Linked DNA regions of Mus musculus: region 1 is linked to region 2. The links are chromatin contacts, called in public HiChIP or PLAC-seq maps. All regions are on one chromosome and are shown on one strand. Each heading gives the region's core, a stretch centred on a gene start, on an enhancer-like site or on the middle of the called end of the contact. The rest is flanking DNA. Distances are from core to core; before and after follow the strand shown. Region 1 overlaps Gm30235 (a long non-coding RNA gene). Region 2 overlaps Foxo1 (forkhead box O1).

What was found. HiChIP or PLAC-seq counts read pairs in DNA pulled down with a chosen protein or histone mark.
Region 1: an H3K27ac HiChIP or PLAC-seq map of regulatory T cells shows a contact between it and region 2, with 5 times the contacts expected there. The contact joins two enhancer-like sites. A contact is called at or near these places in 3 of 115 datasets of contacts at active chromatin or transcription factors (double positive thymocytes, embryonic stem cells and regulatory T cells).

What each region holds. Positions count from the first base shown.
Region 1 is chr3:52,675,378-52,678,882 of GRCm38.p6, reverse strand. All of the region lies in intron 2 of Gm30235 (a long non-coding RNA gene), which reads right to left. Among named protein-coding and RNA genes, the nearest start is that of Gm30235, 27 kb to the right of the region's middle. Within about 2 kb of position 1,497, at least 68 of the 459 cell types and tissues checked have an H3K27ac peak or open chromatin away from gene starts, as enhancers often do. A contact at or near this core is called in regulatory T cells, where this site is marked.
Region 2 is chr3:52,298,326-52,301,656 of GRCm38.p6, reverse strand. All of the region lies in intron 1 of Foxo1 (forkhead box O1), which reads right to left. Among named protein-coding and RNA genes, the nearest start is that of Foxo1, 32 kb to the right of the region's middle. Within about 2 kb of position 2,071, at least 52 of the 459 cell types and tissues checked have an H3K27ac peak or open chromatin away from gene starts, as enhancers often do. A contact at or near this core is called in regulatory T cells, where this site is marked.

The DNA.
Region 1 (3,505 bases), core at 248-2,747, 380 kb before region 2:
TTTCTGTCTCTCATTAGAAAAATTAACAGACATCTAAGGAATAATGACAGGCTAAAATATGAGATAAACCAAAAGCTAACACATTGGAATTTGACAAAGCAAATAAACAGAAAGACAACTTATTGGAGTCATTTCTCACTTCTACAGTGGATTCCAGGCAGCAAACTCATGCTGCTGGGCTTTGCAGCAAGCACCTATATCCACTATGCCATCTCACCAGCCCAGTAACACTATTTTTGGGAAAAAAAATTACAGATATGTCAATAATAAGGACTGAAGAGCCATAAAGGCACAGGAAAGTTAGACAGCAAAGGCAAATGTGGGGCTCGTCATTGGTAAAATGTGTCTGTCCTCATCACAGTACAGTGAAATAACAAACCTTACAAAGCTAAATCAAGCAGCAACCATTTTTATCATGTTCATGGATTCTGTCTGTTGGAAATCTGGAGCAAACACGAGGAGGTGGCTGTTGATGACTGTCTCTGTTCCACGACGTCCAAGACCTCAGGAAGACACAGAAGGTTGGATTGACTTAATAGCTGGGCTGGAGCCATCTGGGGATTCTTTTTATAAACATATATCCATCTTACGTGTATCCGTGTGTCTGAGTGTATGTGTGTGAACCACATTTATGCAGGAGCCGACAGGTGTTAGAAGAGGCATAAATCCCCTAGATTAGTTTTGCGATCTGTGGGTGCTGAGAACCGAATCTGGGTCCTCACCACCTGGAGGCTTCTTCACTTGTGTACCTTCCTTGGGGGCTATGTGAGCGTGCCTGCCTGTGGGCACTCCATGTGTGACATAGCCATGTCACATCATGGGGCCTCCAGGTAGACAGATGTCTTCTACTGCAGCTCTGGTCTCCATGGCTTCCACGCAGAGACGAAAGCCACCTCATCCTTTATGACTGAGCCTGGGAGGTAGCATTAGTGTCTCTCTGCCAAATCTGTCGGTAAAAGTGATCACAAGCTTGGCCAGATTCGTGGTGCCTTGATGGGGATCTACAAGGGACCACTCGGAAGATGCTGTTGGATGAAAAGGCTCTTGCTAGCTAGCGCCTTTGGATAATATAAACTGCCACGTGGTCAAGTTCAAGAACACAAATCACTTTGCCAGTGGCAGGTGGATCCCAGGTATCAAGATACACGGCTCAGCCTATCCCGGACTGGTGTGGCTCAATGTGAGAATAATACAGCTGGCTTTCCTAGTTGTGACTCAATCGTTTAACGTTTCATATAATTTGCCTGCAAGGACTGGAGAGGATGTACAAGAGACATGGCTCTGACTTGGCATTGTGCTTTTGGAAATCTGCTCCGGAGAACTATTACTGTGAGTCACTGCAGCACCCTGTGCCAGCATCTGGAGTCTCGTCTCCTCGGAGATGACCAGGCTCAGGAATGTTTTCTTGTGTGGCTGGCTGAGGTGCCAGCCAACCTCTCCCACCACTGTAACACCAGACACTCTGTGAGTGATGGTTTCCTTTTCGAAACCAAAAGTGGATGAAGGAATTTAAATGAGAGCAGGGGGGGGGGGGTGGAATCGTGAGACAAGACATAAAGCTATGTAAAGGGAAAGAAATGAGGCTCCGAGTGGGAGAACAGAGGCGTCGGAGATCAGAAGAGAACACTACAAATACAGTGTCACAGTAATGGAATAGGTCAAGCGCTGTTCCCAAAGCAGACCACACTAAGACTTCTTAGTACTCAACATCTCTACCCTAAGCACCAATAACAAATAACCAGCTGTGTCACGGGGATAGAGTCACTCTTGCAGGCTGCCACCCTTCCTGCCTGTATATCACTTCTGAGACTTCCTTCACTCCAAGAACTCAGAAAGAAATGGACCCATAGAATGGAGTCTGCGCAAGGTTACCAAAGTCTGGGCCCCGCCCCCCACCAAGTCAGAGCTACTTAAGGTCCTGGGGAATCTTAGACTAATAGGCCTACCCCATAGAAATCTGAACATTCTCTATCAATAGATTGTTTATTGGACAAATACTTATACAGGGCTGACCATGCACTGGACACCATCCCCAGCACTTAGCAAATATTGACCTATTAATCCTCTATCAGAAGGGTACGGTTGTCTTCTAGATTATACAGGTGAGGAGAGTGCACACAGTGAGGAGGAAAGCTAGGATCGAAACTACCAGATCAGCTCCTCGTCTGCGCCATGCAGTCATTGGCTGTATGAAAGGCTGTGCAGCAGCCCTGCACATCTATGTGTGTAGGTGGGCAAAGGTCAACCCCAGCCTTGGTAAGTCTCTAAGGCATTTTTCCTCCCTGTATCTGCCCATCCCTTCCTGTTCAGTTAACTGCTAGAAAACAGAAGATCCAGGGTCACTGCAGTTAGCAAACCTCTGGGTGTATGTATGTTTGTGTGTTGCAGGGGAGGGGCAGAGATGTCTAATACTCTATTTTGCTCCTAAAATTCAGTCTTCATAGGGAACCATGGTCTCTCGTGTAGGATACTGAATCACAGGTCAACTACTAATAGGTTATATACAGAATACCAAATTATATTTAAATTTAATATTAACAATGATCAATCTTTAATAGAATTATGTCCCATTGAAGCATTGAACACCTTCTTAAAATTCAAAGTAATTTTCTCATTTGAAGTTCTAACTCACCGGGCACTCTGTGCTTTCATCTGCTACATGTGCTAACCCTTACATTTGAGCTCGTGAAAAACTCCAAGGCAATAACTGGAGACACAGTTGGCAAACGGATGGGCTCTGTGTGGTTGGCTGGCATACGCCTGGGCAGTAGGAGAAAGACTCACACATCAGTAAAGACTTTGACCCAGAGCCCAAATGAGGGACGACGGCATGACACGCTAGACCCCAGGCTGGTGCATGTGCTATGTGTCACTGCTTCTGTGAGTCTATGGGTTGTGTCAGAGCCGTTCACCCTACAACTCTGTGCCCTGAGGCTCTGCCAGGGCCTCACACATGCTGGGAGGGTGCTCTAGCCCCTCGCTACATCTCCAGCCCTTAGGTTTATAAAGCCAGTGTCACTATGCCACCCAAGATGGCTCTGAGCTTGTTATGTAACATAGACTGTTGTGGAACTCAAAATCCTCCCACCACTGCCTTCTGAGGGCTGGGATTGTCAGCATGCTCTACTGTGTGAACCTGGCTCCATGCAATGTTCATATTTTGAAAACTTTCAAAGCTACAGAAAAATGACAGTCAGCATATAGAGAATGCTCATTATTTTAAAGTCTCATCTGCTTATCCACTGTGCATTTGTGCGGGCACACCCACACGCTTGTTAATTTGCTGAATGAACTAGTTGAGTATTTTAACAGATGTTGGGACCTCTCCCAGCTGAGCCGGTCAGCATGACTCTCCTAAGAACATCAATATTCTCCTCAATGACCACAATGCCATAACCACACTCGGGATACTTAGCTGTAACACTATATCGTTATCTAATAACAATTCGGCACTCAGATCCCTCCAGTTATTCCAATAATGTGTGTTTATCACGTAGACCTATGT
Region 2 (3,331 bases), core at 822-3,321:
TATGGTTCTTGACGAAATCTGGGGTCCTATAAACAACAGCCATATAACATAGAACAAAAATATTAAAGGAATGGAATGTGCAACCTAGGAGGGAAAACTGTACCAAGTTCTCCATGAAATCTGTGGGATGACACCAGGGTTTCAGCCTGAATGAAGAAAGCCAAACACACCCCTTTCTCCCTGTCCCTCGCTCTGTGTTACTATGCATTCGCATACATGCAAACATGCAAGGTAGTTTAAAATAGCCTTGAAAAAAAGAAAAGTGGCAATACAATATCTATGGCCAAGACAGCTAAGCAACCCAGCCTCCACTGCTTCTCAGTTAACTCAACTTTTAAAAGAGCAATGACCCACAAAGTCTACCTCTCTTGTCCCCGTATTTCTGTCATCAAGACACAGCTTCATTTCAGACACAATTTTAAAAAGGCTGTGACATGATCACAGGACCTGAGCCTTGGAATCAGAGCTACAGAGAAGTCATCCAACCAGGCCGATACTACTTCTCTGCCAGTACTGCCACTCATCCACACAGCACAGCACAGCACAGCACAGCCCAGCCCAGGAAAACTGTCTTCTTTACATGGTAGCTAGCATGTGCTCTGAAGAGAACTCTAAGGAGAAATCAGAGAAATCTAAAGAAGGAAACTGCAAAGCACTCTGGCCTGTCAGCACTCTCGTCTTCGGGTAAAAATATGGATGACACGGATGTGTGTGGTTTGTAAGGGGCCTCCTCCTGAGGATGGCTCTGCAAACAGTCTCTCTAAATCAATTTTTATTCTGTTTGACATGGAAAGGAAAGGAAAGAAAGGAAGAATGAAGAGTTACCACACAGACTTTAATCACACCTAGGTCTCAAACATCAGAGTTGCAGTTCCCACAGCAAGATGGACTCAGCTTCCATATACAGCGTCAGTGTGACCAGCCACATCCTCTCAGACGCTCTCATTAAGGGCATGCTATGTGCATGGGTAGCAGAGCCAGGTCACAGACGCTGAATCTGACTTTCTAGACTCTCATTAATTGAGACTAGCATGGCTGTGAGCCATTAGGGCCGTGTTTAAGACAGGCGCTCCATGAGGGAACAAGTCAGGTCACCAGAGTGACTGGCTACCTTCTCAGTGGCATCGTCTTCCACCAGAACCCAGGGCAGCTTCCCCAAGATTTAAACCTGGACCCCGGAGGTGGGTGACATTTTTCTAGGAGCCCATGAAATGCTTTCAGTGACAGAAGAGAAAGTAAAGTGACCTCTCTAAAGGGAAAAGCCACCGCACTGCAGCCTTTTCATTGGCAGGCACCCTTCCTCTACCTTGTAGTGTTAAGTTCCCAAAAGTATTTTCTAGCAATTTCAGTTCCTGATGTCAGTGGCTTCTCTTTCAGAAGGAAGAACAAAATTCAACACAGCAAGAAGCCCTATGGCCAACTTGTTCTATACAAGCCCACCCGGCCGAGATACTCAGAAGCCAAATTACCTCTTATATGATTGGTTCTCACTTTCTTCACCTCTTCAAAGAGCTTGAATTTGAAGGTTAACCTGTCTGCCCGTCGGGGTATGTGCTGACCATGAGTCCTGTCTACTTGGGAAAGGCATGGACAATGCAGACAACTGGACCTCACAGCGTTTCTGAATGAGGTCCTGCAGGACAGTCAATCCTCACAGCAGCTTTACTGCACAGAGAGAGTGACCTACACAACTCAAGGTCACCGGGACTGTAAAAGCTGTGAATTTTTACAGGAGCGCCATTTCACTTTATAAACAGACCCGGTAGAAAGAGGACATCAGATCTCCCTGTGATGTCATTTGGTTGTGACAGTGGCTACAAACTCCTGAGCAGGTAGTCAGGGTGCCTGGCCCCCAGCCTGCAAAGAGCAAGGCAGCACAATAGCAGCTCTCACTCACATCTGCTGGCCAGCCTTCCTTCCACCAACCTCGGCAGGCCACCACTGTCAACAACAAACTGAGGAGAGTCCAGTGAGCTAGCTACCAGAGACCTCCAACCCTCCCCATCCCTGCTGCCTTCCTACTGTGCAGGAAATGAGAGCCAGTAACTTTACCTAGTTCAGCTTCCTTTCTGAAACCCCTCCCCCTCTCAGCTGGAGAGCCACAGATAAGTAGCTGGGAGACCTACTTGGCAGTGTGAAGAAGTGTCTTCAATATGCTAGAAAACACTCTCTATATGTGGTAACTAAATAAGACAATGTTCTCCTGACCCTTTCCAGTTAACCCAGTGAGGCAGAGGCTCAACAGAGTATAGAACTGAGTTTCTGCGACAGTACCTGGCCAGTACCCACTACATCCTAAGTAAAGGAATATATAGAGCAGAGAAGATGCGTGTTCTTGGGAAGATTCTGCTGTGGCAAGGTCCCACCTCCTATGAAAAATAAAAATAACACTCCCCCCTCCCCCAAATGGATGGAACACGGAGCACAAACGTTGGGAAGACTGCACGAATGGTGAGGTGTATGCCGATGGGCTACGGGAAAGGCAGACACCATGTTCCAGACAGACAGAAGACCCGGGAAAGCCCCAAGTCGTGGGGAAGCCTGGCCTGACAAGTAAGCACAGAATATGCGGGGGGTTGGGGGGGAAACCTCTGCAGTCAGGCCCCAGAGAAAGGATGGAGCAAGGTCCCTTTGGTCCAGTGAGGGGATGGCATAGTGAGTACTGCTGGCAAGTAAGGTGGCATGGAGCAGGGGTAGCCATGGACAGGATGAGAGTCCAAAGGGATGTGTATGCATAGTCAGGTGCTACCCAGCACAGCTGCAGTGAACACCGGAGCACACGCATGGCACTGACTCACTGTGACAGCCTTATGACATCACAGCAGTGCCAGCTGCTTCTCCAATGACAAAATCAACATCCGTTTCTCATAACCTATCCTACTGTTGGGCAACGTATAGCCAAGATAAGATCATAGAATTTTCTGACAATTACCATATGCCTAGTCTTCCTTTGGAAAGATTAGTAAGTGCTTTTAGGTATCTGAAATATTTGCTCTAACTCCACAAAACAAGTACGTTTAGTTCATCCAATACTGCACACTCAGTAAAAACAAAACAAAACAAACACACGGAAAGGGACAGAAGCACCGCTGCTTACAGGAATCACAAAGAAAAAGACAAGACGTGTCATGACAAATGGGCTTGAGGTATAACTCAATGACAGACTGCTGCCAACCACATACAAGACCAAGGTTTAACTCCTAGCACCAAAAGATGAACAAAACTAAGCAGTTAAGGAAACCGTGAGGACCACAGAGGGTGTCTATACTGAGTTCTATGGAGGAAAGATGCAAAGTCTAATGAAAGACAGGAAAAGAAACTCAAGAAGTAT